Regions from separate parts of the Mus musculus genome. Here all the other regions are linked to region 5. The links are chromatin contacts, called in public HiChIP or PLAC-seq and promoter capture Hi-C maps. All regions are on one chromosome and are shown on one strand. The core of a region is the stretch at or near the end of the contact, and the rest is flanking DNA. Distances in the headings are between cores, read along the strand shown. Region 1 overlaps Col28a1 (collagen, type XXVIII, alpha 1). Region 2 has its middle 38 kb from the start of C1galt1. Region 3 overlaps Col28a1 (collagen, type XXVIII, alpha 1). Region 4 overlaps Col28a1 (collagen, type XXVIII, alpha 1). Region 5 holds the start of Ica1 (islet cell autoantigen 1). Region 6 overlaps C1galt1 (core 1 synthase, glycoprotein-N-acetylgalactosamine 3-beta-galactosyltransferase, 1). Region 7 overlaps Col28a1 (collagen, type XXVIII, alpha 1).

Region 1 (3,741 bases), core at 563-3,062, 700 kb after region 5:
ATGGTGAAATACTTGTATCATCAATTCATAAGTTTATTTTGGCCTATAGTTTCAGAGGTTTTTAGACTATGAAAGCCTGTTCCTTCTGCTTGTGGCCTGTGCCATCTCAGTACATCAAGGTAAAAATACACGATAGAAACTTCCTGCTCACCTGATGACAGTCAGTGAGCCAAAGGAGTTAGGAGAAGGGTTGCAGTCCCAGTGTCCATCCTGAGGAAATGCTCCCAGTTACCTAATTTCCCCCAAGGAAACCTGACACTCGGAAGGGCTCCACCAACTTCTGGTACAGCCACAGGCTGGGCGCCATTCTTTGAACACATAGACCTTTGGGGGATGTTCAAGATCCAAGATATCCTGCTTATTAAGTTAATCATTTACTTACAGTATCTATCTGTTAATGAAATACACGCAAAGAGTCTATGTCCTTTGGAGGGGGAAGAAAAGGAATAAGCAACAGGTTTATTTTTCATATATTTAGGAAATATTAACTCTCATGATTGAGTGTTTGCTGACACAGTCAGTGTTAGAAAAACACTCTCTTTATATCAGCAGAGTCACAACTGCTCTGGTTTGCCCAAGACTGGGGTCCCTGTCACATAAAGCTTTCAGGACTAAGATTTTTTTAAATCCCACACAAGCTTGGTCAGGTTGGTTATCCCGCATCTGGGACCCTGGCTATGAAGTTGACTCAGGAAAATTGTCAAATTTCCCAGGTGAAACTACAGATGTTATCTTGTTCAGTTCATGTGGGGAGCGTTTCCATGTTGTTTGATGACTGGTTGTTCACACTCCATCTATGATTTATGCTATCTCTCCTTATTCTTCCACGTGCATGACAGTGGCAGTGTGCTGTTACATTCAGCCACACCTTTACCTGCTCATGATTGCCAGGCATTGAAGATGATTGTATTTAAAGATGCTTGCCTCTTTAGCCAAACGTTTCCCCCCTTTTGGACTTTAGTGGTATTCTTGATGCCATTCATTTCCAATGTAGTCATATTCACATTTTACAGGGTCACGTACACCTTTGAATGTATGATGGGAGGTTGGCACATTAATTCAATTTTACATGCCACATCAGTGAACTTTCAGGACCACCCTAATACACATTTCAAAATACCCCATCCCTTTTGTGTGTGTGTGTGTGCTGGTATGTGTTGAATGAGAGACAGGCCACAGTGAGTTTCTTCTGTAGGACATTTTCTTGAATCTAGTGAAGAACGGAAACATGGCAAAATTTGATTTATAAAAATGCCACGATGAAAATGAAAACCAACCCCTAGACTTGACCCAAGACACATCCTAGCTTCATTGTTCAGGGCTGTGACCAAATACCCGACAAGAAGCAATTTAAAGTAGGAAAGGTTTGGTTTAGTTCATGGTTCAGGAGACATCATAGTGGAGAAAGCATTCGGGCAGGAATTTTCTCACATCTTATCTAATCAGGAATCAGAGAAAGGAGAATGCTGGAGGTCTTATAGCCTTTTCCCTTTTTATTAAGTCCAGACCCCAGTCTATGGCATGGTCCCAACCCACTTTCAGAGCCAGTAATTTCTCCTTAGGCAAACTCTCTTGAACTCCCTCAAAGACAAACATAGAAGCCTGTCTCCCAGGTGATTCCTAATCTAGACAAATCAACAATGAGGAGAACCCATCGCACTTGTTAACATTAGCAGTAACCAAGTTACTGCAAACTCGGCAGGAGAGAAGGCAAAGCCCTGCAGGGAAAAGGTGTTTGTAATGTGTGTTAAGGGTGCCCTCCTCTGTGGTGAAGACCAGAAGTTAATCAGTTACAGCTGCTGGTGATATATCATCGGCTCAGCACAGAAATCAAAACCAGAACTGTATTCTTTTTCTTTTGAGCATAACCAGGGAGGAGCAGTTTCTCCTCTCTCTCTCTCTCTCTCTCTCTCTCTCTCTCTCTCTCTCTCTCTCTCTCTCTCTCTCTCTCTCTCTCTCTCTCTCTCTCTCTCCTCCCCCTCTCTCTCCCTCCCTCCCTCCACCCTCCCTCTCTCCCTCTTTCTTTCTTTCTTTCTTTCCTTCTTTTGTTCTTTTCTCTCTCTTTTGTTGGCCTTTTGCTTGTATCGTAAGCATGGGCAGAGATGGAGTCTTATTTGGGAAACAGTCTCATACATGAATGACCAGGCTTCTGTTAAATGTAGCTGGAATGGCTTAGAAAGCTGATTCTGAGCGTGTCCTCTTGTTGGGGATATATCAAATTCCCCTCACCTTGGTCTTGCTCCCTATTACACACACAACTTAAAAAAAATCATCTTGAGTTTGTGGGGGTAAATAGTGTACTCTGTCTCTGTGAGTGGCCAAATAGTTTCTAAGCTGATCCTTTGAGGCTAACCATATAAAACCAGCTGCTGTATTCATGGCTCTCAAATTAGATTTAACTTTCTTGGTGCTTAAAAGGTCTGCAGCTTTTATCCCTCCCTAGTCACTCATTTATTCATTCACTCATTCATTCATTTGTTCATTCATTCACTCATTGGCATAGAATTAGGATCAATGCAGAGCTGGATTGAGGGCAACGTTTGGGTAGAAATAATTAGTTTGATCTCAGTATTGTCTAGTGCATAAATAAAATATTTGAAGGTATCATTTGCCTTTCTATTGATGGAAAACAAAAGTTGGGGTGTTACTAGAATTTCCATCAATTGTAAAGTAATAATAAATAAACAATTTAAAGCACACACAACATTTTTTATCAAAGTAAACAATGTGCACAAAGGGTGTTAGTCATCACAGTAAAAAACAGTGTGTTGCAAAACAATAGTTTTAAAAACATGTTTAGTAAGTCTCTGAAATTAATACATATTCTAAAAGACTCTTCAAGTTCTTCTTCTTGTTTTCCTCTGTACCCATTTTACTCCAGCCAGTGATTCCTTGAGTTTTTATTTGTAACACAATAACATATTGCCTAAGGGACAATAATCTTTTCTCTCTCTCTCTCTCTCTCTCTCTCTCTCTCTCTCTCTCTCTCTCTCTCTCTCCTCTGTATCTGAGGTGAATGCCTGACAGTCAAAGTCATGGTGCCCAAGGTTAACAGCAAATAGTGAGGGGCCATCACTCTGCGACTTGGTCTTTTTGAACTCCATTGAGTGATTCAGCGCTCTGTAATGTAGGCACATGGAGGAACACAATAGATAGTACTTCTTGTGCTAGGCTTGTTATATTTGACAGTCTACACTCAAAATCTGCTTTGTAATCTTTTTTTTCTCCCCGCACATAGTGCTTCCTAAATTTTCTCATGTTTACAATTCTTCCTAATTTATATGTGTTTGTACATTTTTTAATTAAAATAATAACAATATCTGTTTCTCAATTCTTGTGACCCGTGTTTCCTATAGAAGTCTTTGTCCTGGTTCATACATTCCTTACTTTCCTGACACACATCTCGGTGACCTCAAATGACGGGAATTCTGAGGAAATAAGCAATCCCTAAATGTAGGAGGATATTTTTCTAAAATTTCCTTTGCCTTGTCAAATCAATCAATGTTTTATTGAATTAGTGTTTAGCTTAAGCATTGCTAGACGTACCATGACTTGGTATTTGGATTTTTACAGGGTGCCCAGGGTCCCCGAGGACCAGTGGGGGCTCCAGGACTCAAAGGTGATGGCTATCCTGGTGTGGCTGTAAGTGTAGATGTATCGTCTTTTCCATATAAATCATTTTAAGTGCATGCACATAAAATACATATAACTGAACTCTAGGATGATGATTCGATACATGTA
Region 2 (3,649 bases), core at 749-3,248, 900 kb after region 5:
TCTCGTCTTCTCTAATTACTGTTACACTTGTATACAACCTACTGAGTCCATTCTATGTTGGCTGTTTTAAGAGCACTTGGAATTGGCCAACCTATCAGGGGACTCGTCCCTAGAAGAGGCTGGTTCTCCGTCTCTTAGCATCCACTGACTGCCCATAGTAGGAGTTGGGCCTTGTGACGTTTCTCCATTCCTGCTAGTACACTGACTGATATGATCAGTGATCAGGTTTTATTTAGGCGGCCATATTGTTGAGAGCCATGGGTACAACATCTCTGTCATGTCTAGAGGATACTATCTTGTAGCTGGCTTTCTGGTCTTTTCGTTTTTATGATCTCTCTGTCCCCTGCCCCAACCATGCTCCCTGAGGGGTTAGGTGTAGGGGTTGTATTGTAGATGTACAAACTGGAGTTAGATAACTTACACTCAGTTAGTCTCCACAGTCTGACTAGTTGTGCGTCTCTGTAGTACCTTCCTTCTCCTATAAAAAGAAGCTTTTTTGATGAAGGAGGAGGGCTACACTTACCCAGGGGTATGTGTATAATACAGTCAGGCATTTTACTGACTTAAAAAACGGTAGTAGTTTCTCCTCTAGGGTCCCTGAGTTCTCCAGCCGTGGGTAGCATTTCCATTCATTTCCTGTCCCCTCCACTGCCCTAGGATTCGTAACCTCTTCTTTAGTTACTGTTACATATGTATACAACCTACTGAGCCAGCCCATTTTGTGTTGCCCTGTACACATAGTTTTAGGGCTGAACACCTGGAATTGGCAAACCTATCTAGGTTTACAGTACCAGGTCTGAACTATACTGGGTGGTTCTAAGTTCTATTAGACAGATGTTGGTTCCCCTCAAAAAAATAAGCACCATTATTACACCATTGGGGATATCTTACCTAGGTGGTCATTGTTGTGGTTCACAGGCTTAAAAGCTGGGTAGAACTACTGATTGCTTTTCTGTTTGTTTGTTTGTTTGTTTGTTTTTGATCTTTGGCAGCTTGGATAGCACCTTCTGGCGCTATGGGAGATAGACCTCAGGGAGGAGGCTCCCTGGGAGTCAGCACCAGCTAGATCCCTCCATATCTTGTGTCTAAAGTGTATGGTGGCATCAGCTATAGCATCTCACCTCCCCTTTTTCTTGTCTATATTCTCTTAATATAAATACAAGGCTTTTTGTATTTGTATTTGTGTGGAAGCTCAAATCTAAATTTTTTGAAGTAGAAAAACTGTTTGAGGGGGTCACTTCGGCCATAAAGAAGCTTTTGGGGCTAGACAACTCCATACATTTGGAAGAGAATAAAGTAGGAATTATATATTAGCCTCAAAACTTTCCTTAGAGTGACAGGATCTCGACATTCATTTCTATGAATTTATATATATATATATGTATATATATATATACACGTATATATATATATGTATATATATATGTATATATATATATATATACGTATATATATATATGTATATATATATGTATATATATATGTATATATATATATATATACACACATATACATATACACACACATATATATACATATATATACCATATTATATATACATATTTCATATTATTTATCATACAAAATGGAAAATAAGACATCCATATCTCACCCACACAGGGCACAACAACCCCCCTATATAATTTAAAAGCCAATCACTTAATTTTTTTCCCTGAGTACGGACAAAGGAGTCTGTAGAAGAGAGTAGAGCAGTGTGCTGAACAGAACTTTTGGAAAAGAACGGATTCAGAAAGGACACATGTCCACGAGTCAGCAGCATGGGGTTTCTCGGCTGAAGAGAGTCGGCCCGGAGGGGCAGCCACTGCCCAGACTGTTCTTTATCATTCCCAAGGGCTCCGGAGACACGTGCCTCAAATTGAACCCTTTAATGGCCGCTTGCCAGACCTTTTGCAATAAGCACTATTTATTTTCAGCCGCTGTAGAAACTTCCCACAAACTCGGAGACCTAAAACAACAGAAATGTATTTGCTCATAGTTCTGGAATTCGAAAACATGACATTAATGTGTTGGCACGGTCACACTGTCTCCAAATGTCTCTTTTGGCATCTAGTGGCTCTTAGCATTCCTTGGCTTGTGGGAGCTTTTCTTCACTTTGGACTCTGTGCACATACGGCCTTCACTGTTCCTATCGGTGTGACAACTGTCCTTCTCTCCTCTCTTGAGGGACATCAGAATTAACTCATTTTGAGAGCCTTAGTTAAATAGCCCAACAAATGGATGGAACTAGAAAATATCATCCTGAGTGAGGAAATCCAGACCCAAAAGGACGCATGCATGCATGGTATATACTCATTTATAAGTGGATATTAGCCATAAAGTACAGGATAACCATGCCATAATCAACAGACCCAATGAAGCCAAATGACAAGAAAGGCCCAAGGGAGGGTGGTTGAATCTTCCTTAGAAGGGAAAGTAAAATAGATGTAAGAAGTAAATGGGGGGGGGAGGGAACTGGCTGGGAGAGGAGATGTGGGGAGGATCTGGGTATAAGAGGGTTGTGGGGAGGGAGAGGGGGTCCTGATACTCCAATGTAAAGTGAATGAATAAATTTTTAAAAAGGTTTGTGGCAGCTACAGCATCCATGACTGAGGATCAGGAGTTCTTTTCTCATCTTAAACAGTCTTTACTATCAAAATATAATTAAAAACAAAACAAAATAAAAACTTTAAAACATGACAATTAATCCCCTACTAATTCTAATACCACCCATGTGTGTGGGAGGGGCACACACGTGTGTATGTGTATATTTTCACAAGTCTGGGTTCTGTAGTCAAGTTACAGTTTCCCTTTTAAATTTGTTATCTTTTGTTCCATGGCCTGTTTTATCTTTATGATTGCATTTTAGTAGTTAACAGGTTTATTCTTTTAGTTGGTTTCATAGTTTTATGACCATTTATTTAGCATATTCACTTCCTCTTTCTTGAGAGATGTACTTCAAAAAATTTCTAACTTCTGATAGCTCAAATCAATTAGGTCCTTCTTCTCCATCTTTAATTTTCTCATTTTTTTAAGTCAAGATTCATAATCATGTTCTGCTCTCTTTTTTGTACTGAAATAATCAATCAGCACACACTCTTTTGGCATTTGTCCACTCCTCTTGTTTTACATGGGCATCATCAATTGTCTTTCATAGTCGTTTCCCAACTCTTCTTGCTCGCCTTTAGGTTTGAGATCTAGTTTGGCTTTCCTAGGAGGTTGTTCTGGAAATCTCGAAAGGCAGTCTGTTATTCCTCCACGCACCCCTTCCTTCCTTCCTTCCTTCCTTCCTTCCTTCCTTCCTTCCTTCCTTCCTTCCTTCCTTCCAGAGATGAGACTTGGATCTGTTACTGTTACATCCCAGGCCATCTGCTCTCTAGGTCAATCTGCAGGTTCTCAAGAACTCTCTTTTAAATATAAGCATAAAAGTAAAATAGCGCTACCTACTCATTTAGACTACTGGGCTACTGTTGGGTATGCATAAGAGATCAGAAACTAGTTTTAGATAGTAAGATTTAGAGTTCTGTTGCTTGAATTTTATTTCTTGAACTTCAGTGTCTAACTTTTTTAAAAATAGTTGACCTCAACACTTACTGAATAGATTTACGGGTCCATTGGGGAGGAAAAAGCTACCAGGAAATATGTAAAGGGT
Region 3 (3,673 bases), core at 563-3,062, 750 kb after region 5:
ATGTCAGTGGGATAGCAGTAAATGATGGGAATTTTTCATCTCTCATAATCTTCTGGGACCACAACTGTATATATACATGGCTGTTTGTTTAATGAAATTTTATTATACAGCACATGATCAGATAATTTAAATATATATATATATATGTATATATATATATACATATATATATACTTAAATATATATGTATATATATATATGTATATACTACATTCTAGAGTATAAAGTGAGTTGTCTAAGTATAGTAGTGATATTGTCTAAGTAGAAATTACAGGTAACATAGCAACCACATTATATTACTTTTACGGGAATAAGATAAAAGTCACCATGGTAATGAATCAAAAAGACGTCCATGTCCTTATCTCTAGAATGTGAATTTATTACCTTATAGCAGAAGGAAATTAGAAATAGGGGGTATTCCATGTTATCTGGATGGACCCTAAAAGTCATCTCAAGGAAGAGGGAGTTGGAGGGAGATAGACTCTGGTAGGAGAGATGTGTTGATAGAAACAGCCCAGAGTGGAGGAGAATCGAGAAAACCCATAGAAGACAGGAAGGACTAGAATTTGAAATAGTAAAGGTAATGTATTTTGTTTTTAGAGCCTCTGGAGAAAATGTGGTCTTTCTTCACCTTGGAAACTGATTTCAGATTTCTTTTTTTTTTATTATTACGTATTTTCCTCAATTACATTTGATTTCAGATTTCTAACTCCTACAATTGTGAGGTAATGAATAAGTAGTGTTTAAACTTCTACATTTGAGGTAATTCATCATAGTAGCCTCAGGAAAGGAATACAGCCATCAATACTAATGTCAGCAGCGTCATGGTCCAGCTCCTGGACGTTCCCATGGGAGCTGTCCTGAAAACTCACACTGTATGTGGCTGACATCTCTTGGCACTACACTGAGACCATGAAGAATGAAGTGCACATAGTAAAGGTGTTAGATTATTGTTGGGAACAGACTCAAAATCGGCCATGGAATCCGTAAAAGTAAATGATTTCCTTGTCTGTCACCAAAGACAATGCAACCAGATCACTCTGAATGGGAATTGAATATAATGAAGCCATATTTTGTTCCATTCAACCCTTTGGGATTTTATTCTGGCCCAGTACTAGAAGTTCTGTGACTCTACTCCCACAAATGTTTGCTTGATAGCATATAACTTACTCATTGACTCTATACCTAAGCAAGTGGGCTATTTTATCAAACATACATTAGGCTGTCTTAGCCCCCATTAGAGAGTGTTAACAACAAAATGGGACATTGAAAGGAACCCAGCACCAGAAGGGGGAGGGATCTTAAGAAACTGAAAGCAGTTGATTATCGGGTTAGAGAGGGAAAAACTGCCTGGGCTGCTTCTCAGTGCCAAGCTAGAACCGAGGAGTAGAAAGCAAAGGAGCCTTTGTTTGGAGGGGCTGTCAGCTTGGATTTTGGAAACAGAGTTACTGTTAAAACTATTGCAAAATCTGTGGTAGCTTGAGAGAATTGTTAAAACCTGACTTTTATCCCCCCATGCATTTGTCCCTGGGACTATTAAGAAGTTATAGAGAAACATAGATTTATTATTTGCTCATTGGGAAGCAAGAAATGGCCATGGCTACGGCAGATTGTTATGGTCAGGAAATCGATGCCCAAGTAGCAGCCCAACCTGATTTTCTAGATAACAGCCTTCTATTGATATGGACAATGTCATGTACTGCCAAGGCTGATAAAAATGGAAAATTTCCTTCACATGTGAACTAGCTGTACCCACAAAGCAGTATAAAGTGGTTCCTGGCCTGCAGGCAAAACACTGGAAGACTATTCAGGCTGGTCACTAGTCTGATCAATTCTACCGTTTACCCACTGAATCAACATCTTAGTACAATGCTGGCTTCTTTATTCCAGCTGGCAGAAAGTTTTCAACATTTACAATGCTTTCCCCCGAGTTTTTAATTAGTAATAGTGTTATCAGAAAACAGGAGGCAAAGTAGAAAAGAAACAGAGGAAAGAATGATACATTAAATAAAACAATATTTTGATATTGTCGGACCATTGAGGTTTGAACATTTTCATACGGTTGTACAATTGCCTACAACTTGAAAAACAAACAAGCAAAGACCAGGAAGCTGTACACAGGCAAATTATTTCCTCTCTCAACTCCTCTAGGTGCTCTCAGCCTAGGAAGTGACCATTGGCCCTCAGGTGAATGCTAGCTGGGGTCTGCACTGAGCTTCACTATGTAAACTGCGTCTCCAGGGTTCTCAGACAAGGCTACCCTCTTGTCAGAGAAGAAGGTTATGTTTGAACTAGACTTTCTGGCTCTGGTTTGCCTTATTGATTTTAGCCCATTCTCTTTTAGTGAGTGATAGAAAATGCCCAGTGGGAGAACAGCTCAATAGCAAAATGACAAAGGTGGAGTCGAGATAAAAATAAACCCGAGACTGTCCATGGTCTCTCTGAACCTAGCCTGGTTCAGGTTGGCCTTTCTCCCCTACCTTTCACTTTGCAGGGGCAGCAGCCCCGAGCCAAACTTCTAGAATAGCTTGATCCATTTTCCTTTTCATAATGGACTTTTTAGTTACCTTTTCTAAATATGAAATTAATATCCCTTCTTAGAGATAAAAATCTGTTTTATAAATAAAGACATTGTTGTTACATGTGTGGTAACAGAGAAAACGTGGGTGGCAAGAACTGAAACAGAAAGGTCAAGTGGGAGTCAGAAACTCCCTTCATTGAAGTATAGCTTCGTGTCCCACGTCTCCTGTCTCCTAACATTTACTTTTTGCCGAGGTGGGAGTCTTAATCTGGCGGTAGATAACTGCACTGGGCGTATAAACAATTGTGTTCACCTGGGATAATGCTACTGCTTGTTTCAACAGTTGAACTGGAGGGTATATGGCTGTAAAGCGCAGGGACAGTAAAAGGTTTTAATAATGGTCAAACTCTCCTGAATCCAAAGGGCAGAAATGCCCTCAAGAAATTTGGACTGCAAGTTGCGAAGGTGGATCAGTGGACATAGTGCTTGCTTTGTAAGCATAATGGCCTCGACTTGATTTCCAGTGCTAAGAGGCAGAACCAGGAGGCTCCCTGGGACTCACTGACCAGGTAGCCTAGCCTGATGATATAACACCAGGCCAAAGAGAGACATAGATTAAAAAAAAAATGCCTAGCACACCCAAGGAACAGCAGCACTCTGGCTTCTACAGGCATCTGAACTTACATGCACACTTATCTGTATACACACACACACACACACACACACACCACATGAAATCCATGTGTTGAACTCTGTTGTCTTTGGGGATTTATTTAACATGTGGGTTCTCAAACTCTGGGTAACTGTCATACCTGTGTGCTCGGCTGCTCCACTAAGGATAGATGACATCTCTGTGAGCTTGGTTATTCTCTCACTCAACCATTCATCTGTTCATGAATTTCATATACTGATTTCTAATTCTTATTTTGAGTAAGTTGCAAGTATAGTATAAAGAATTCCTATAGGTTCTTTATCTATAGCTGCTAATGTTAATGCTTCCTAATGGAAGCACTTTCTACACAGTTGTTTTAAGGATGATTTTTCATTTTTCTATAATCTGAATAGAAATCAGAGATTCATTTAACAGGTTTTTTTTAAGCATCTCTGAAGTTGGCATAGCATCTCTTCCTATGCCTAAGAAAACATTTAGAA
Region 4 (3,974 bases), core at 61-2,560, 630 kb after region 5:
CAAGTTACCAAGATTGTAAGCAATAATGGTTTCAGGCCCTTTGATCCAGAAAACATCAGCACCTGGAGGGTAAAGTATGCATTTACCCATGATATGCAATTTACCCTCCTTCAGAAAAAAAATGCTTAATTCGACCTGAGACCAACGTGTTTCTCATAGACAGCATAGAAACTACACCTAAGTCCTCTTACAGTCCATTTTGTCTTTGAGAAACAGTTTGCTGGAAGGGTATTTCTGCTTGTTTGTAATGTTCAGTGAAGTCATAGGAAAGAAAAAATGAAATCGCTTGGAAAAAATAAAAGCCATTCTAACTGTATTTTCAAGCACTGCATCTCTAATAGACCAAAACAGAAATTCTATACTTAAAACATTCACAAAGATTCCGTGAGAGTTTCTAGATGGGGCCTGTCTTTGGCTTTGCATTTATGAATGGTCTCTCTCATGAACGACAATCACTGTTTGTTGTTCTGGGGTTGGATTTTCTTCATCAAAGGTCTCCTCACCCCAGAAAAGGTGGCCAAAGAACAAAAAGGAAAAAATAGCACATGCTAAATCAGGAAAAATGTGCCCCTGGCCCAGTTTCACTAATCACTGATGCCATTAATACTTTCCACATGGAAACTAACTCCTATTCTGCCCTGACTGCCCTTGTTGCCTTAGCAACAAAATACAGATATTTTTCAAAAGGAAGCCTTGGTTCAGAGACCTCTCAGGCTCTCCCACTCACAAGCATAATAGTTCTCAAAAGAACATCCCGACAATCTTTTAAATTATTAGAAGTATAATTATGGAAGTGCCCAAGAAACCTTCTTCTAGGACCAAACTGAACTTGTAATGCAAGAGAGACTTGAGCCCCATCAATCCAGAACCATAGACTTTTTCACAAGGCTGCTGCGGTTGGCCCAGGCTGCAACCACAGCCTGCTACCAACGGGCACCTCTGCTAGCCAGTTAGAATGGGTTAAGATTGGCAAGCCCTACAAATTTGTTCAGTAATAACTCTCAACCAACTAGCACAGTGGGTGATACAAAAACTAAACAGGCTGTTCTTGCCAGATCTTGAGACTTGTCTAAGGTTATTTTCAATGGACATTTCTTCCTCAAATCTCACGCACATCTATTCTTTCTAAAACTCTGCCTGAGGTGAAGGACTGCATTGTGGAATGTGTAGGAAGCTGCCTGTGACACCCACAGCAGAGCTCTGGGGGTCAGAGCCAGAAGAGGTGCTGACTACCCTGGTACCTTTCCCCCTCCCAACCCTCCCCCCAAAAAAGTACCACATGGCATTCCTCAAACCATTTACATTGTACTACTAGTACTGCATGCCATTCACTTTGTCTTCAGAAGCAACTGTCCTGCATATCCCACTTGGCACAGAATAGTCTCTATATTTGGATATCCACAAATATCTAGTACATTCACAATGTTTCCCAAAGGATTTTTTCTTTAGGGTTTTCTTCTTGCTCTTTACCTTTCAAGTAAAAGAAATACTTAGTACTCTTACATAAGAAATTTTGTCTTTACATTCAGGTTAGCTTCTGAGATGCTAAGAAAACCGAGAAATCAGGAATGGACAGTGAGCAGTGCAGGGAATTGAGTGACAGTCTGAAATAGACAAGGATATTATTCTTCTAATATTATAAATGGTACAGGGTAGTGTAGTATATATTAAAGTGTTCCTCATGCTTGGACAGTCTCCTCAAAGTCCTAAGAGGACATGGCATGTCTGACTTAGAGTCTTATGTTTTCTATAATATTTTAATATTTTTACTGAAGACACAGTAGTTTTAAAAATAAGTTAACTTTGGTTATTACTGAACACTTCACTTGGCTCAAAATTAGCTTAGTATCTCTAGGTTAACCTCGTAAACATGGCTAATATTTACAGTTGTGGTTTAAAAATGGATAAATACTATAATAAAAAAATTTAAAGAATTTTAGATTTCTCCTCAATCAAAAGTGGTGTGTAGATTTATTTTAAGGTCTTGAACAACTCATTGATTTCAACTACCTACCAACTATGGTTTGTAACATAATGTATAAAGTCATAACTTGGTGTGTGGTAAAGCTTATGTAGTGTCTACAATTCCTAGTGAAAATAATCAAAAGGGTTTTAGGATTCACAACTTTCTAAGCGCATTGGTGGTATTTTGGCCTTCACAGAAAGTAGTTTTAACACAGCACTTGAACATACTAATTTCAGCATTGCGCTTCCTGGCTCTCAGAGGGCTGATCAATCTGAACAGGGTTGTGATGTGTGGAGGAAGAAGCTCTTTGTCATACTGGCTAGACCCCCTAAGGACTGGACCACCAACCAAAGAGTACACATGGAGGGACCATGGCTCCAGCCACATCTGTGGCAGAGGATGATGGCCTTGTTGGGCATAAGTGGAAGGAGAGGTGCTTGGTCCTGAGGGGGTTCTATGCCCCAGTGTAGGGGAATGTGGGAAGGAGGGAGTAGATGGGGGGGGGAGTACCCTCATAGAGACAGGGTGAGGGGAGATGGGATGGAGATTCTGAAGGGGAGACCAGGAAATGGAATAATATTTGAAATGTAAATAAAGAAAATATCCAAAAATGAAAAAAAAATATGTTGAATGAAGAGTATTGGCCAAACTTTGTGACTCTTTTGCCTTCAGTGATGCAGAAGTCTAAATGTTGCTTCTGCTCCAAGCCTAATTGAAGGGGAAGAATAGCAATTCAGCAATTCCTGATGTGGAAAGAGCTTTGACTTGCATGAACATATGCTCACAAGGACTTTAAGAAAGCTTAATAATTCATCTGACATGAGCCAACTGACAGTGACAACTTGAAAGTGTTGTTAGGTAATGTAGAACTTCAGCCAATGACTTCAGGTCATATAATTTTCATGCTTATATCTCTTGATCTATGGTTCTATTTGCTGTGGCATACTGTGTATGTATATGTGCATGTGTGTCTACATAGTTAGAGCCTGTCAACACAGAAGCTCTCATGAACCAAAGAACCAAAACTTCTCAATATTTCCCAGGATATTTCTGAGTGTAACACATACTTCTAGTTAGATTGGGTACTAGGTGGAGAGACTCAGTCTTATGCACACAGGAATGCCATAGTTTTTATAATTACAGCAGTGTCATTAATTCAAGTACATTGCAATAGCAACTTTGTAGCAAGAAGTTAAGTCCATTCTCCCCCTCTTTTTTTACCCATCCACTCCTGCCTCCCCACCCTAGCATTCCCCTGCACTGGGACATCCAGGCTTCACAGGACCAAGGGCCTCACCTCCCACTGATGCCCTACAAGGCCATCCTCTGCTACATATGCAGCTGGAGCCATGAGTCCCTCCATGTGTACTCTTTGGTTGGTGGTTTAGTCCCTGGGAGCTGTGAGGGGTCTGGTTGGTTGGTATTGTTCTTTCTATGGGGTTGCAAACCCCTTCAGCTCCTTTAATCCTTTCTCTAACTCCTCCATTAGGGACCCCATGTTCAGTCCAATGGTTGGCTGTGAGCATCTGACTCTGTATTTGTCAGGCTCTGACAGAGCCTCTCAGGAGACAGCCATATCAGGCTCCTTTCAGCAAGTACTTATTGGCATCCATAATAGTGCCTGGGTTTGGTGACTGTATATGGGATGGATGTCCAGGTGGGGCAGTCTCTGGGTGGCCTTTTCTTCAGTCTCTGCTCCATACTTTGTCTCTGTATTTCCTGCCATGAGTATTTTGTTCCCCCTTATAAGAAGGACTGAAGAATTCACACTTTGATCTTCCTTCCTCTTCATGAGCTTCATGTGGTCTGTGAACTGTATCTTGGGTATTCCAAGATTTTGGGCTAATATCTACTTATCAGTGAGTGTATATCATGTGTATTCTTTTGTGACTGGATTACCTCACTCAGGATGATATTTTCAAATTCCATCCATTTGCCTAAGAATTTCATGAAGTCATTGTTTTTAATAGCTGAGAAGTACTCCATTGTGTAAATGTACCACATTTTC
Region 5 (3,609 bases), core at 455-2,954:
GGAATTGAAACCAGGTCCTCTGGAAGAGTAGCCAGTGATCTTAACTTGTGAGCCATCTCTCCAGTCCAGGAGGAGAGAATTTTTTTAGTGGAAAGGTAAAAGTACCCTGGGGTGATGTAGGATGAGCAGAACTATTTTCTTCCTCAAATCCTATCCTAAGCACTAGAACAAGGCTGGAGGTGAAGAAAAGTCACTTAAAGCTATGCATGGGAGGACATCCTATCATCTAACCATTCAGCATCCATCCCAGGCAGGAGGATCTCTGGTTCCAGTCCAACTTGGGCTACACAACTAGAACATGCCTCAAAAAAACAAATTAAATAAATGAATAAGACATCACTTAAGGTGTGCTCTTAAAGTCTCTGGGAGCTAGGGGGATTCTGTTCACACTGGCCAGACCCTGCTTTCATCCTGTGGGTTCTTCGATGGCAGGTACTGTCTTTGAAGGCTAAACTCAGCCTCTGTGACTGACAGGCTCTCAGACTTCTGGCCAAGGTGTCTGCCTTAGCCCTTAAATGGTTCTGTAAATCTACTTCTTTGTTCTTTCCAGAGCTTAGGTCCCAGTGAACTATGCTTCTAGGGGACACTTTCAACACATCAGACACTGGCTTTCTTATAAAAAAAAAAAAATGCATTTGCCTCAAAACCAATCTTTGATAAGTGAGTGGAATTCTTATATTTTCATGTAATTAATAAATTGCGACTGGTATGAAGACTGGTATGAGTCAAGGGAAATTTGGCCCTTCAGCGTACCTCTGATGTTAGAAGAAATTAGCATTTCTTTCTATGTTTGGACACTTTTCTTACTTTGCTTTCCTAGGGACCAAGCCCAGGGCTTTGTGCATGCTAGGTAAGTGTTCAGCCACTGAGTTATCCCTAACCATGCTTTAAACCCCACTCTCTCCTCAGGTTAAATCTTGGTTCAGACAACCCTAGGTTCAACCCTGGTTCTTCACTACTGAGCCATGCCAAGGCTATCAGATCCACCAGTCTTCCGTAGGGAACTCTGAGCTACGGTATCTTCACCCTTAAAACGGGGATAATTTTAACCACCATATTGGGCCATCAAAAAATTCAGTGTGAAGGACACAGTATTGGTTTGGCACCCAGGAAACAACCCTTTTATGTTAGCTGTGGATTTCTGGCTTGTTTGCATTATTACTAAGTAATTTTTCTTTCCACCTACTAGCTGTTCCTAGCAGTGATCATTCAACAAACTTCTCTATGACATCGAAGGAGGGGTGAGCCCAGTATCTCTATCAGTATAGACAGCATTGGGAACCATTATTTGATATCCCTCTCCTGTGATATGCAAGGTACTCCAGAAACTGAGGTTTGTGTTTTGTGACAAAGGATAAGAAGAGATGAAACACTGTCTAAAGTAAGTATAGGTGACTGATATGGCATATGGATATTAAAAAAAAGTGTGTAAATACATACCCAGCTGTTTTCTTAACACTGCCTTTTTAGCCTTTAAGCCCAAATTTGGACTCCAGATGCAAACCTACTTGTTTTGGCACTGACCTCACGAAATCTCCTGTCCATTCAAGTAACCAAACTCTATAAAGTAGCACGCACCCTTTACACAAACCGAGGAAGGAACTCTGAGGTGTTCTAGGCGTCAGCCACCTGTAGACAGGTCATTGTGACGCGAACGCTATGGACACGTGGAACACCTGCTAGGGAGCAGGGGCGGGGTCATCTCTGGCAGCAGGTCCAAACGCCAGATACCCTAGACATGGGGGTCACGGGAAAACCCCAGGGAGTAGAGAGAGGGACACTCGGTCCTCTCATCCTTGATCCGCCCCAAACCAGGTGAGACCACCGCCCTCCCCCACCAGGATCCCTGGGTCCTGCAGAGAGTGGCCGCTGTCCCCGCAGGAAGGGAGGCGGCGGGTTCTGGCGGAGGGGAGGGCGCCGGCTCGGGCCGCCGCGCTGCGCTGCGGCGCGCACCGGCTCCGCGTTGCTATTCCGGCTGGCGGCGGCCGCTGCAGGAAGGACCGCTTCCTGCGCTCCCCGCCCCTTCCCTCGCCAGTGCTGACGCTGACGTCGGCGCAGGGAGCTGGAGGGACGCTAGGATCTCCGCCGGGAGGCTCCTGGGGGCCGGAGCACCAAGGTACCTGCCCTCCAGGGCCGGGGCGGGGGCGGGCCGGGCGGGCTGCATGCTGCAGTGGGAGACGCCCGGGTGGCCGGGTGGTCGGGGGCGCCAAGCCAAGGCCGCCTCTACTGCCCTTTGCGGGCTACGGGTTCCAGGCGGGTCACCTCATCCACACACCCACCCCCCCATCGGGTGCGGGAGGAGCATCATCCTCTTCCCTCCCGCAGATCCTCCCTCGGGCCTGGATGTGTGGAGGATGCGCGCGCCCTAGGAGCGTGCGTCAGCCCCCAGGGAGCGGGAGGGAAACCAGAGAGCACCTGCGCCCATACCCAAGCCGGTGCTGGCCTACCCTTCCCTTCCTCCCAGGTCCCCTCTGGACTGGGATTTTCGTCTAGAGCTGACTTGTTGACAAGTTCACCTGCAGCGGTATCTGACGTTTACTTTTGCCGTTCCTCCTATGCTAGTCTTTGGCAGGGACTGCTAAGAGCCGATGGGTACCTTTTTTGTAATGACTGGTGCCAGGAGGCCTGTGGTTGGCCCCTGCGGGCTAGGAAGAGTCACTGAGCACGCCACGTTCTTGCAAACCCTGGCACGCGGGGTTTCTTTGGGTGCTGCGCTGCTGACTCCGCCTTTCCTGGCCCAGGCTTGATGCAGCTCCTGTTTCCTCTGAAAGTAATATCCTGTTATGCCAGTCTTTCTCCCAAGCGGCTCCCCCGTTAACCTTCACACTATCTTTTGACTTGTAGGGTTCCAAAGCCTCTGAACCACTCTTTGGAGCCTTTAACGTGCCATATCCGTGAATAACGTTTGGGGTCTTTTGGTGGGCATTAAGGTCTAGAAATGAGACTATATTCTCCATTTTTAGATAGCATTGAATCTAGCACAAGAAGGGTTTATCCATCAACCTGAGCAGCTGCTAACTAAACATTCCATGGACCTGGAAAAGACATCACCAGCTGGTTTGAAAATGGTTATGAATGGAGGAAGACACATGGAGTATTTGCTGACCATTATGGTTCTTTAAGCGATAACTTACTGCATGTGTGAGTGTTTATATCGGCAGTCTCTCAGATTGGCTCCCATGATCCTCTGGTTTAAATCTGACATCTTGACCGCTCAGAAGTTAGGGAATAAAATAGGACACGATTATGAAATTCACACTCCAAAATGTTTCTTACCCTTTGTTCAACACACACATACACACCACACACACACACACATACACACACCACCATACACACACACACCACACACACACACACACACACACACACACACACATGTCTGCTGTGCATGATGTGTGAACACTTGCATGCCCCACATGTGAAGGTCAGAGAATAATAATTCTGTGGCTTTGGTTGCCTCCTCTACCTCTACATAGGTTCCTGGTGTTCAGTTCAGGTTGCCAACTTTGTACCCTAAACACCTTTGCCTGCCCCGCCATCTCCCTGCCCACTCTGAATTGTTTCTGATCCTTTTTAGGTCTCAGCTTTTATTTGTATGTATTTATT
Region 6 (4,028 bases), core at 337-2,836, 910 kb after region 5:
GATTAACTGTATGTCCCACCACTGACTGGCTCCTCTTTTGTGTTTTTATTGTCATTAATAACTCAAATCCAATTAGTACTATTCATATGTCATAAATGTGTGGTCATATACCAAGGCTTTTAAAAATATATATAGCGAAGGAACATTCTTTATTTTCAATTGCTAGAGGCCTACCTATACTTCTATAAATCATTAGAAAGCACTCAGCTTTGGACTATATATAAGCCCTGCATCTCTATTTTTCTATCTATACAAAATTACTTTGCAAATTAGTATTTTATTCCTGATTCCAGCTTACTAAATCAGATGATATAATCTATAAGCAACAATTGGTAAGAGAGCTCTCACTAATCCTAGGGTACAACACTTTTAAATGTAATGGTCAACTAGCTGTTGTAACCTTGGTCCTGTGAAAGATGACCAATGAGGTACAGTTAAGTAGTTAACTGACTGGAAGAGAACAGAAGAAAAGGGGGGAAAGGCATGAAAGACTTTCCAAGCCATGGAGCACCAGGAACTGAGTCCAGAAGAGCTGCACTCTGCAGTCAGGGAGGAAGCAGCCTCTGCTTCTGGAACTATGGGATCAATCTTAGCCACACAGACACATCACACCCTGGACCAACAGCAAAAACTGGTATAGTACATGGAGGGAGACAAGACAGCTTTATCCCCACAGCTGGGCTATGACTGATCCTCTCACTGTATGCACATATATTTGATAGATATTTGTTACCTTTATGGATCACAAGATGTGGGTAATGCTAAAAATTACTCATCCCACTCTCTAATGTCTAAGCTTTTTCCTTTTTCTTCTCCCCACTCCCAGAACACGATTTTCTCATTTTCTCTCACTTTCACTTATTAGTTACCTCGTACTGGCCGTGAAATATGAACAAGACACATTTCTTACAAGTAAATCCTTCTGTAACACAGAGCCTACCTTTATGTTGGCTGGAATCTGCATTGAAGTTCATCTGTCCTTTGAGGTGACTGTGTCCATTGTCATCTGAATGCCTTGCATGAGGGTCATTGTGAAGCATGTTAGGCTGAATGGCAGCCTCTTCTCGCAACAAAATACTCAAGAGTTGAGAACATAAAAAAAACCCTATTGCTGATCCACAGAGGAAGACTAAAAAATTCAGCCAAGATTTAGAGGCCATTTCCTGGGAATGTATTTCTGTAAAAAAAGAAAAATTGTAATAATTATAAAATAATTAATAATAAAACAAATAATTTTATAATTAGTACCTGGTTATAAAATTACTAAGTGATCACATTATCACGAAGAAGTATTCTGAGGTTTAATTCCCTGTGGAAGTTAATCCCTTCTGTAAGACAATTTATCTAATAGTAGTCACTTCTCCTCATTTGTAAGTTTAACTCTTTGTGTTGTTCTAATGGCCCTCTGTGGACAATTACAAGCAAATGGAAGATGGACTCCCTATTATTGGCCCAGAGCCTGGGACCTACCTCTCATCAGGATTCCTCCATGAGCCAAGCTTGTTTGCCAGGACAAGTTCCATTCCTGGCTGTCAACTCTAGTGTTTTCACTTCTGTGCCAATCACTACTTACTCTATTCTTCAATGTGGAGTGAGCAAGCTCTGACAAGAACTAGAACTAAAAGGCTTCAGGCTTTGTCAGCTACAGACTGTCTCTGGTCTTTAAAAGCGTCAAAGTCGCATCTCCCTCTGCGTTGGGGGGCCTGACACGGGCTCCAGCTCCACCTGAGAAGCAGGTGGGGCCTATGGGTAGGGAGAGAAGTCTGAAGAGGATCTGTACTTCTGAGAGAAGACTCCAGAACAGCTGGCTGTCCTGAAGAAACACCGTGACATGACCTGGAGCAGCATGACAAGGAGACGGAGTTTGCACAGACAAACTGAGCAGCATAAGGTGAAAACCCCACACCATGGAGGTAAACTAAGCCATGCAGCCCCCTATGTCAATAGAAATATAATTACACTTGGTCTGTGTGCCATGAACGGATAATAACATCAACAGTTTTATAAATATCTGTGTATGTATGTGTATGTGTGTATGTATGTGTGTATGTGTGTGTATACACATGCCACCTAGCCAGGGGTGGGAAGAGAGTGGGCAGAGTCAGTGAACTTCTGGGATGTAGGTTCTTGGTTTTGCAAATGTAGTTTTATTTACGAACACCCATGTCCATTCCTGTGTATGATGACTGTACCTGGTTCTAAATCAGAGCTGAATAACTACAACAGAAGTAACTTGTCCAACAAAGCTTCACCTAGCCCTTTAATAGAAGTTTGCCAGCTCCTAGTCCAAATCCCTGTTTTGTGCAATTCTGGACGTAGACTCTGGATGTTCAAGGCTCTCACTGCTAACACACTGGCTCACTAAGCCCCAGTGCGTCTGTCTGTCATCAGATTCAGTATGGTGCCTGGAACAGTGGGGGCTCAAAGAATACTTGCTGACTACTTCACAACCAAGTTATTCTCTTTTTAACAGTTTGTTAACAATCAACCACATGGCAGTTATAAACCCGTATGATGTGGCCTTAAGTATATACATACTTCTCTAGGAGAAGTTCCAAAAATGCTAAGCACCTGCCATATGCTAGTGCACTTTCCATTCTCATAATGTGCATTTTACAAACAAGAAAACAGAAAGTATAAAAAGTCAAGCTGGGGAAATAGTTCATTATGAAGATCAAAGTGTAGACACTTAGCACCCATGAAACTTGTTATATGCAAGTACCTTTCCATTTCCTATAAAGGATTTGGCCATCTGTGGATTCTGGAGGAGCCCTAGAACCAATTTCCCACCAACAAGCTGGCAATTTTGACCATAAGCGCCTATAATTCTGACTGAGGGGTCTGATGGCCTTTCCTGGTCTGCATTCATACATCATCTACACGTGCGCGCACACACACACACACACTAAATTAAAAGTCAACAGGTAATATAGACTTTTCCATGACACTATTTCCAATACAATATAGTATAGCTATATTAGGCAGTATAAGGAATGTAAAGACAAGATAGAAAGGTATCTGCCTCTAACATCTCACATCTTCCCATGTCACATAAATGGTTAGCACAATTACAAAGCAGAGATGTGCACTCCTGTCTACCTGCTTAAGAAGTGGCAATGTTTCATCTGTTACATTCTTCGTTTGCAAGCAATCACCATTCATTCAACAGAAAGGACAACATGCATGTAGGGAGTCAGGAAGAAGAACTTAGAAGATGATTGGCAAAAGCCAATAATCACCAGTATCACAACCACAAACCTGAGAAAGCTCTAGCACTGTATTTATGGACTGCTTCACTGGGTTCACCAATACTTGTCATCAATGCAAATGAGAAAAGATGGACAAAGTATAACAGACTGTGAAGGTAGTAATAAAATAGTGAGATAGTGATAACTCCCGAGGGGAAGAAGAGCGTAGTCAGGAGCCAGGAGCCAGGTACTTGGCACAGCTCTACTCTGGACAGTTAGGTTGTTCTTCACTCTCGGTGGCAAATTGGTCCTAGGGCTCCTCGTGAATAAGCAAGTCCACAGATGGCCAAATCGTCTATAGAAAATGGAACGGTATATAACAAGTCTCCTACATATGCTCAGGATATTTAAAGAACCCATAATATTGTATACAATATAAATGATGCTTTTATAGATTTTATACTGTATTGCTTAGAAAAAAAAAGACAAAGAAAATGACTATATATGTTTATTACACATACACTTCTCCAATAGCTTTATGGATATGAATGAATGGATATAGAAGGCTGACTATACTGATTTAGAAAAACAGCTGAGGCGGCAGTAACACTAAGCAAAACTCAAAGTTGGCATCTTTCCAGGAGAGATGCAAAGAAACACTCGGTGTTTTATAATGTGTTTCTAATTTTAAAACACTTTGGGACGCTGTCTGATGCATCCACACTTACTGTTCTCACACCCCAGTCAGAGTGTATGAAGGCCCCTCCATGTTGTAAGTCCTTCCTATTTCAAGAACTCCTAATTTCTTTCCTGTTCCTGCAATAAAGCAGTCATTGTGTG
Region 7 (3,603 bases), core at 240-2,739, 670 kb after region 5:
GCGGATGCTCAGGCAAAGTGCTCCCGGGTTCGGGCCGCATGTGAATGCTCTTATGGAGACTCTAGTTCAGTTCCCACCACTGACGTCAAATGTCTCACGACTGCCTATAACATCAACTCCAGGAAATCCCTGCCCGCTTCACACACATACTAAAATAAAATGCCCAGTTTTGATATAAGCCCTGTCTTTTGGTTTTTAAGTTTTTGGTGAGTGGGTTTTCTGCCATCTCACTTTGCCCTGCACTTATACTGTTTTCTTTCTACCCATGTGAGAAGTCCTCACCACTCCTAGTACCTTCCTGAAAGGAGCCTCAAGGACTTCTTAAAACCATGGAGACTAAATGTCATATCCCCCCTTTAGTGATCTTGTGAAGATATATGACTTATGCATAAAATTTTCTCTGAATTCATCCAGCTCCAAAAATAACCAAGTGTATCAGGTCAAAGTGAGACAGAGGGAAACTGGTAATGCTTCCCATGAGCCCATGGAGAGCTTTCCCCGGGCTCTTCCAATATTTACTCAAATGAGTAAATCTCTCTGGGCCTTTCTCCAGACCACACAGTCCTGGGTTTCTTCTCTCATGGGGTGTATTTTCTTACCCTTATTCTGAAGTATCACCTATTTCAATTTTCCTCTTATTTGAAGACAGCTAGAAGCTTGTTTCCTGTTCAGACAGGAGGAATATTGAACCCAGTGAGAATCCTGTTACTTGCAGCTAATCAGTATGGATTGTACTCCAAGGATTCTTACTAAATGAAATGAGACCTCAATGCCGCCATGTCTGTGGGAACTGAAATTAACATTCTCTTCTGCCTACACCCCCCCAACTCCCATTCTCCTTCCTTTCTCTTCTATTTTACATTCTGTCCTTCCCTAACCAGGGTCCCCGTGGTCCTGAGGGAGCACCAGGAGAGCGGGGCCTACCAGGAGAAGGATTTCCTGGACCTAAGGTAACAAAAGCTTTTGAACTACTGGAAAAATACTTTGTCTAAAATGGCTGCGAAGTATAAGTCATTAGAAGCTAAGTGTGTTCCTGGCCACTCTCACCCTATTGAGTAAAACAATATGCAAATTTCCCCAGAACCTGAAAGCACATACACATGAAATTTACAATTATAAAATTAGTAATCAGCAGACTTGCATTCCACGTAATTACTATATGTTAATTAGAAAATTATCTTAGTTTATAAGCACTAAAGCCACATACATTTGGTTTTGGTCCAAAAGTTAAATTGCCGAGTGTAGCTATGGCAACCCTTGGCTCACAGCTTTATTTTACTAAACACAGATAAGAAGGAGAGTCTAACACCCCAGGTTTAATAGGATTGCCATAAACACTGTCAGAAAAATAATGTTAACACAAAGAACAAGACATTCTGAACGACCTGCCTTTGACCTGGAGTTGGGAAGCAGGCTTCCTACTGCTTTCTCTACTCAATGTGTTGGCAGTTCTTTCTGTAACTTCCCAAAATAGCAGGCACTTATGATCTATGAGCCATTGATAACGGTTTCAATGACTCAGCGCTGTTGTAGTCTGAAAATAGCCACAGACAATGTATAAACGATGGCTGTGGCAGACCAGTAAAACCATATTAACAGAAATAGGCAGTGGGGTCTGGTTAGTGGTCTATGGTTGGCCAACCCGTGGGCTGTAGTCTGCAGTGTATCTGCCAGAGGCCACATAGGAGATAATTTCCTAAGGTACTTAGGGCCCTATCAACAGAATTTTAGAACAAAACACATACTTGAAATCTTTATTCTAAAATCTTTCTATGAAGCATACATGTTGAGGTACACACACCATCCTGAGAGCCATATACTGCTCTCTGAGTGTTTAAGAACCTCTACAAGTGTCTTTTTAATACACTGAGGTCTGAGCTCCCATCTGTAGCCACATGATCTAGGCATCTCATTCTTACATTTTTCAACCATGACCAACATTTGGTACCAATGAACAGCCAGCCTACATTTAAAGAGAGGAAAGCAGTTAGCTAAAGCAATAGACACTAAATTGTAAGTGACTGTTGGGTTAAATTTTAAAATTTGTCTTTGTTAAATTTGTTATAACGTGAAAATAATGTGTTAGATAAAGTGACCTTGCAAATCAAATACCTTTGACTATCCAAAGAATCATTCTTAAGAACACAGGTCAATAGTTGTTTATTATTATATTTCAAAAAGTTATAATATATAGTTTCTTAAATATTTTGGTATCCAGTAGATTAGTATTTATGTCTAACATAAGCAATCTGGAAAATTCAATTATCTAGATTATTTCTCTTCATATTTGTGCATGTTAAAGCAGTGGTATGTGTGTGTGTGTGTGTGTGTGTGAGAGAGAGAGAGAGAGAGAGAGAGAGAGAGAGAGGATATTATATTCAATACAATACTAGAATACTAGAAAATATAATATTTCATAGCATGCCTCAATGACACGCCCAACATATTTGTATAGAATATAAAACTGATACAATGTGGGGCCTGGAGAGATCGCTTAGCAATTATGTGTACTAGCTGGTATTCCAGAGAACCCAAATTTGATTTCCAGAACTTGCATGGTAGGTCATGACCAAATTTAACTTCAGTTCTGGGGTGCTTGATGCCCTCTTCTGGCCTTTAATGGCATCGGGCATGAATGTGGTGGTATACAGACATACATGTAGGCAAATCACCACACATATGAAGCATGTTATGATAAACTCTGGAATATAAAAACCCAATATTTAAAGGCTCCTGACTTATCACGGAAATTACATTTATCTTCAGTGATGCTTTAGGACCGAGTATAAAAGGCTGCATTCTGGGTAACAATTGGGACACTTTATTTTCCCACTAGGCTATTAATGAGAGTTTTGTTTAGGTAGCTAATTTGCAATGATGGGAAATATGTGGTTACATTATGGTGTTTTGGTTTTATTTCTGTTTCAGTAATAAAATATCCTGACAAAAAGCAACTTACAGAACAAAGCTTCTTTTAGCTCAACATTTCAGGTTATAATACATCCTAGCAGGGAAGTAGCAGCAGGAGCTTGAGGGAGCTGGTCACATCACATCCACAGTCAAGGACAAAGAGAGGATGATTGCATGCATGCTCAGTTGCTTACCTGTATGTTCTGTTCTATTTATTCACTCGTGTACAGTTTAGGGTCCCTTCCAAGGAATGGTGCCACCCAGAGTGGGCTGTGTTTTTCCACGTTGACTAACTGACTTAAGACAACCCCCACAAACATGTCCATAGACCAATACAATATAGACAGTTTTTTGAGACTCTTTCCCAGGCGATTCTACAATAAAGCTAACCATCATCTATGGCTATACAGAGGAATATAGTTATATTTCCCTGCTTCTTAGGAAACATTCTTTTCTTTTACCCTTGGCTCTAATAAATTTATTAACCTAATATCACTTCTGATTGATTCTTGTGGCTTCTTTTCCCTAAAAGGCACAGAGTATTAAGACTTTATAGATATAAGATCAGGGTAAGACAGATAGATCATGTGATTAGCACAGCTTATTCAAGATTTTCCATGAATCCTTATGAACTTAGATTTTCAGAGAATTTTTATAAATTCGAACACAAAACAGTGAATCAGTAATCCAATT

What was found. Promoter capture Hi-C pulls out the DNA fragments that hold promoters and counts their contacts. HiChIP or PLAC-seq counts read pairs in DNA pulled down with a chosen protein or histone mark.
Region 1: a contact with region 5 is called in a promoter capture Hi-C map of maxillary cranial neural crest, with 3 times the contacts expected there. The contact joins the enhancer-like site here to the promoter of Ica1 in region 5. A contact is called at or near these places in 11 of 39 promoter capture datasets (the 3T3-L1 cell line, 3T3-L1-derived adipocytes, the C10 cell line and 7 more), 1 of 15 datasets of contacts at CTCF or cohesin (the NIH/3T3 cell line), 5 of 115 datasets of contacts at active chromatin or transcription factors (the 230-238 cell line, bone marrow-derived macrophages, embryonic forebrain and 1 more) and 2 of 9 other capture datasets (embryonic stem cells and liver).
Region 2: a contact with region 5 is called in a promoter capture Hi-C map of liver, with 2.6 times the contacts expected there. The contact joins the enhancer-like site here to the promoter of Ica1 in region 5. A contact is called at or near these places in 9 of 39 promoter capture datasets (the 3T3-L1 cell line, cranial neural crest, embryonic stem cells and 5 more), 2 of 115 datasets of contacts at active chromatin or transcription factors (embryonic forebrain and stem cell-derived neural progenitor cells) and 1 of 9 other capture datasets (liver).
Region 3: an H3K4me3 HiChIP or PLAC-seq map of stem cell-derived neural progenitor cells shows a contact between it and region 5, with 4 times the contacts expected there. The contact joins the enhancer-like site here to the promoter of Ica1 in region 5. A contact is called at or near these places in 6 of 115 datasets of contacts at active chromatin or transcription factors (embryonic forebrain, embryonic limb bud, embryonic midbrain and 3 more) and 2 of 9 other capture datasets (adipose tissue and liver).
Region 4: a contact with region 5 is called in a promoter capture Hi-C map of embryonic stem cells, with 4 times the contacts expected there. The contact joins the enhancer-like site here to the promoter of Ica1 in region 5. A contact is called at or near these places in 10 of 39 promoter capture datasets (3T3-L1-derived adipocytes, the C10 cell line, cranial neural crest and 4 more) and 2 of 9 other capture datasets (liver and macrophages).
Region 6: a promoter capture Hi-C map of the C10 cell line shows a contact between it and region 5, with 5 times the contacts expected there. The contact joins the enhancer-like site here to the promoter of Ica1 in region 5. A contact is called at or near these places in 10 of 39 promoter capture datasets (the C10 cell line, cranial neural crest, hippocampal neurons and 6 more), 5 of 115 datasets of contacts at active chromatin or transcription factors (embryonic hindbrain, extraembryonic endoderm stem cells, forebrain and 2 more) and 1 of 9 other capture datasets (embryonic stem cells).
Region 7: a FOXA1 HiChIP or PLAC-seq map of pancreatic cancer cells shows a contact between it and region 5. The contact joins the enhancer-like site here to the promoter of Ica1 in region 5. A contact is called at or near these places in 8 of 39 promoter capture datasets (the C10 cell line, embryonic stem cells, hematopoietic stem and progenitor cells and 4 more), 3 of 115 datasets of contacts at active chromatin or transcription factors (the 230-238 cell line, bone marrow-derived macrophages and pancreatic cancer cells) and 4 of 9 other capture datasets (adipose tissue, embryonic stem cells, liver and 1 more).

The regions. Positions count from the first base shown.
Region 1 is chr6:8,075,737-8,079,477 of GRCm38.p6, reverse strand. Col28a1 (collagen, type XXVIII, alpha 1) reads left to right here. Exons shown (of 35, transcript NM_001037865.1): 24 at 3,574-3,642. Among named protein-coding and RNA genes, the nearest start is that of Gm35384, 78 kb to the right of the region's middle. Within about 2 kb of position 1,812, at least 10 of the 459 cell types and tissues checked have an H3K27ac peak or open chromatin away from gene starts, as enhancers often do.
Region 2 is chr6:7,881,035-7,884,683 of GRCm38.p6, reverse strand. No RefSeq gene overlaps it. Among named protein-coding and RNA genes, the nearest start is that of C1galt1, 38 kb to the right of the region's middle. Within about 2 kb of position 1,998, at least 20 of the 459 cell types and tissues checked have an H3K27ac peak or open chromatin away from gene starts, as enhancers often do. A contact at or near this core is called in liver, where this site is marked.
Region 3 is chr6:8,027,595-8,031,267 of GRCm38.p6, reverse strand. The region is part of intron 27 of Col28a1 (collagen, type XXVIII, alpha 1); the gene reads left to right. Among named protein-coding and RNA genes, the nearest start is that of Gm35384, 30 kb to the right of the region's middle. Within about 2 kb of position 1,812, at least 15 of the 459 cell types and tissues checked have an H3K27ac peak or open chromatin away from gene starts, as enhancers often do. A contact at or near this core is called in liver and stem cell-derived neural progenitor cells, where this site is marked.
Region 4 is chr6:8,145,732-8,149,705 of GRCm38.p6, reverse strand. All of the region lies in intron 11 of Col28a1 (collagen, type XXVIII, alpha 1), which reads left to right. Among named protein-coding and RNA genes, the nearest start is that of Col28a1, 45 kb to the left of the region's middle. Within about 2 kb of position 1,310, at least 6 of the 459 cell types and tissues checked have an H3K27ac peak or open chromatin away from gene starts, as enhancers often do.
Region 5 is chr6:8,776,579-8,780,187 of GRCm38.p6, reverse strand. Ica1 (islet cell autoantigen 1) reads left to right here and starts at 1,704. Exons shown (of 14, transcript NM_010492.3): 1 at 1,704-2,116.
Region 6 is chr6:7,861,054-7,865,081 of GRCm38.p6, reverse strand. C1galt1 (core 1 synthase, glycoprotein-N-acetylgalactosamine 3-beta-galactosyltransferase, 1) reads right to left here. Exons shown (of 4, transcript NM_052993.3): 2 at 941-1,177. The coding sequence starts at 1,160. Among named protein-coding and RNA genes, the nearest start is that of C1galt1, 18 kb to the right of the region's middle. Within about 2 kb of position 1,586, at least 5 of the 459 cell types and tissues checked have an H3K27ac peak or open chromatin away from gene starts, as enhancers often do.
Region 7 is chr6:8,103,942-8,107,544 of GRCm38.p6, reverse strand. Col28a1 (collagen, type XXVIII, alpha 1) reads left to right here. Exons shown (of 35, transcript NM_001037865.1): 14 at 882-950. Among named protein-coding and RNA genes, the nearest start is that of Col28a1, 87 kb to the left of the region's middle. Within about 2 kb of position 1,489, at least 41 of the 459 cell types and tissues checked have an H3K27ac peak or open chromatin away from gene starts, as enhancers often do. A contact at or near this core is called in adipose tissue, hematopoietic stem and progenitor cells and pancreatic cancer cells, where this site is marked.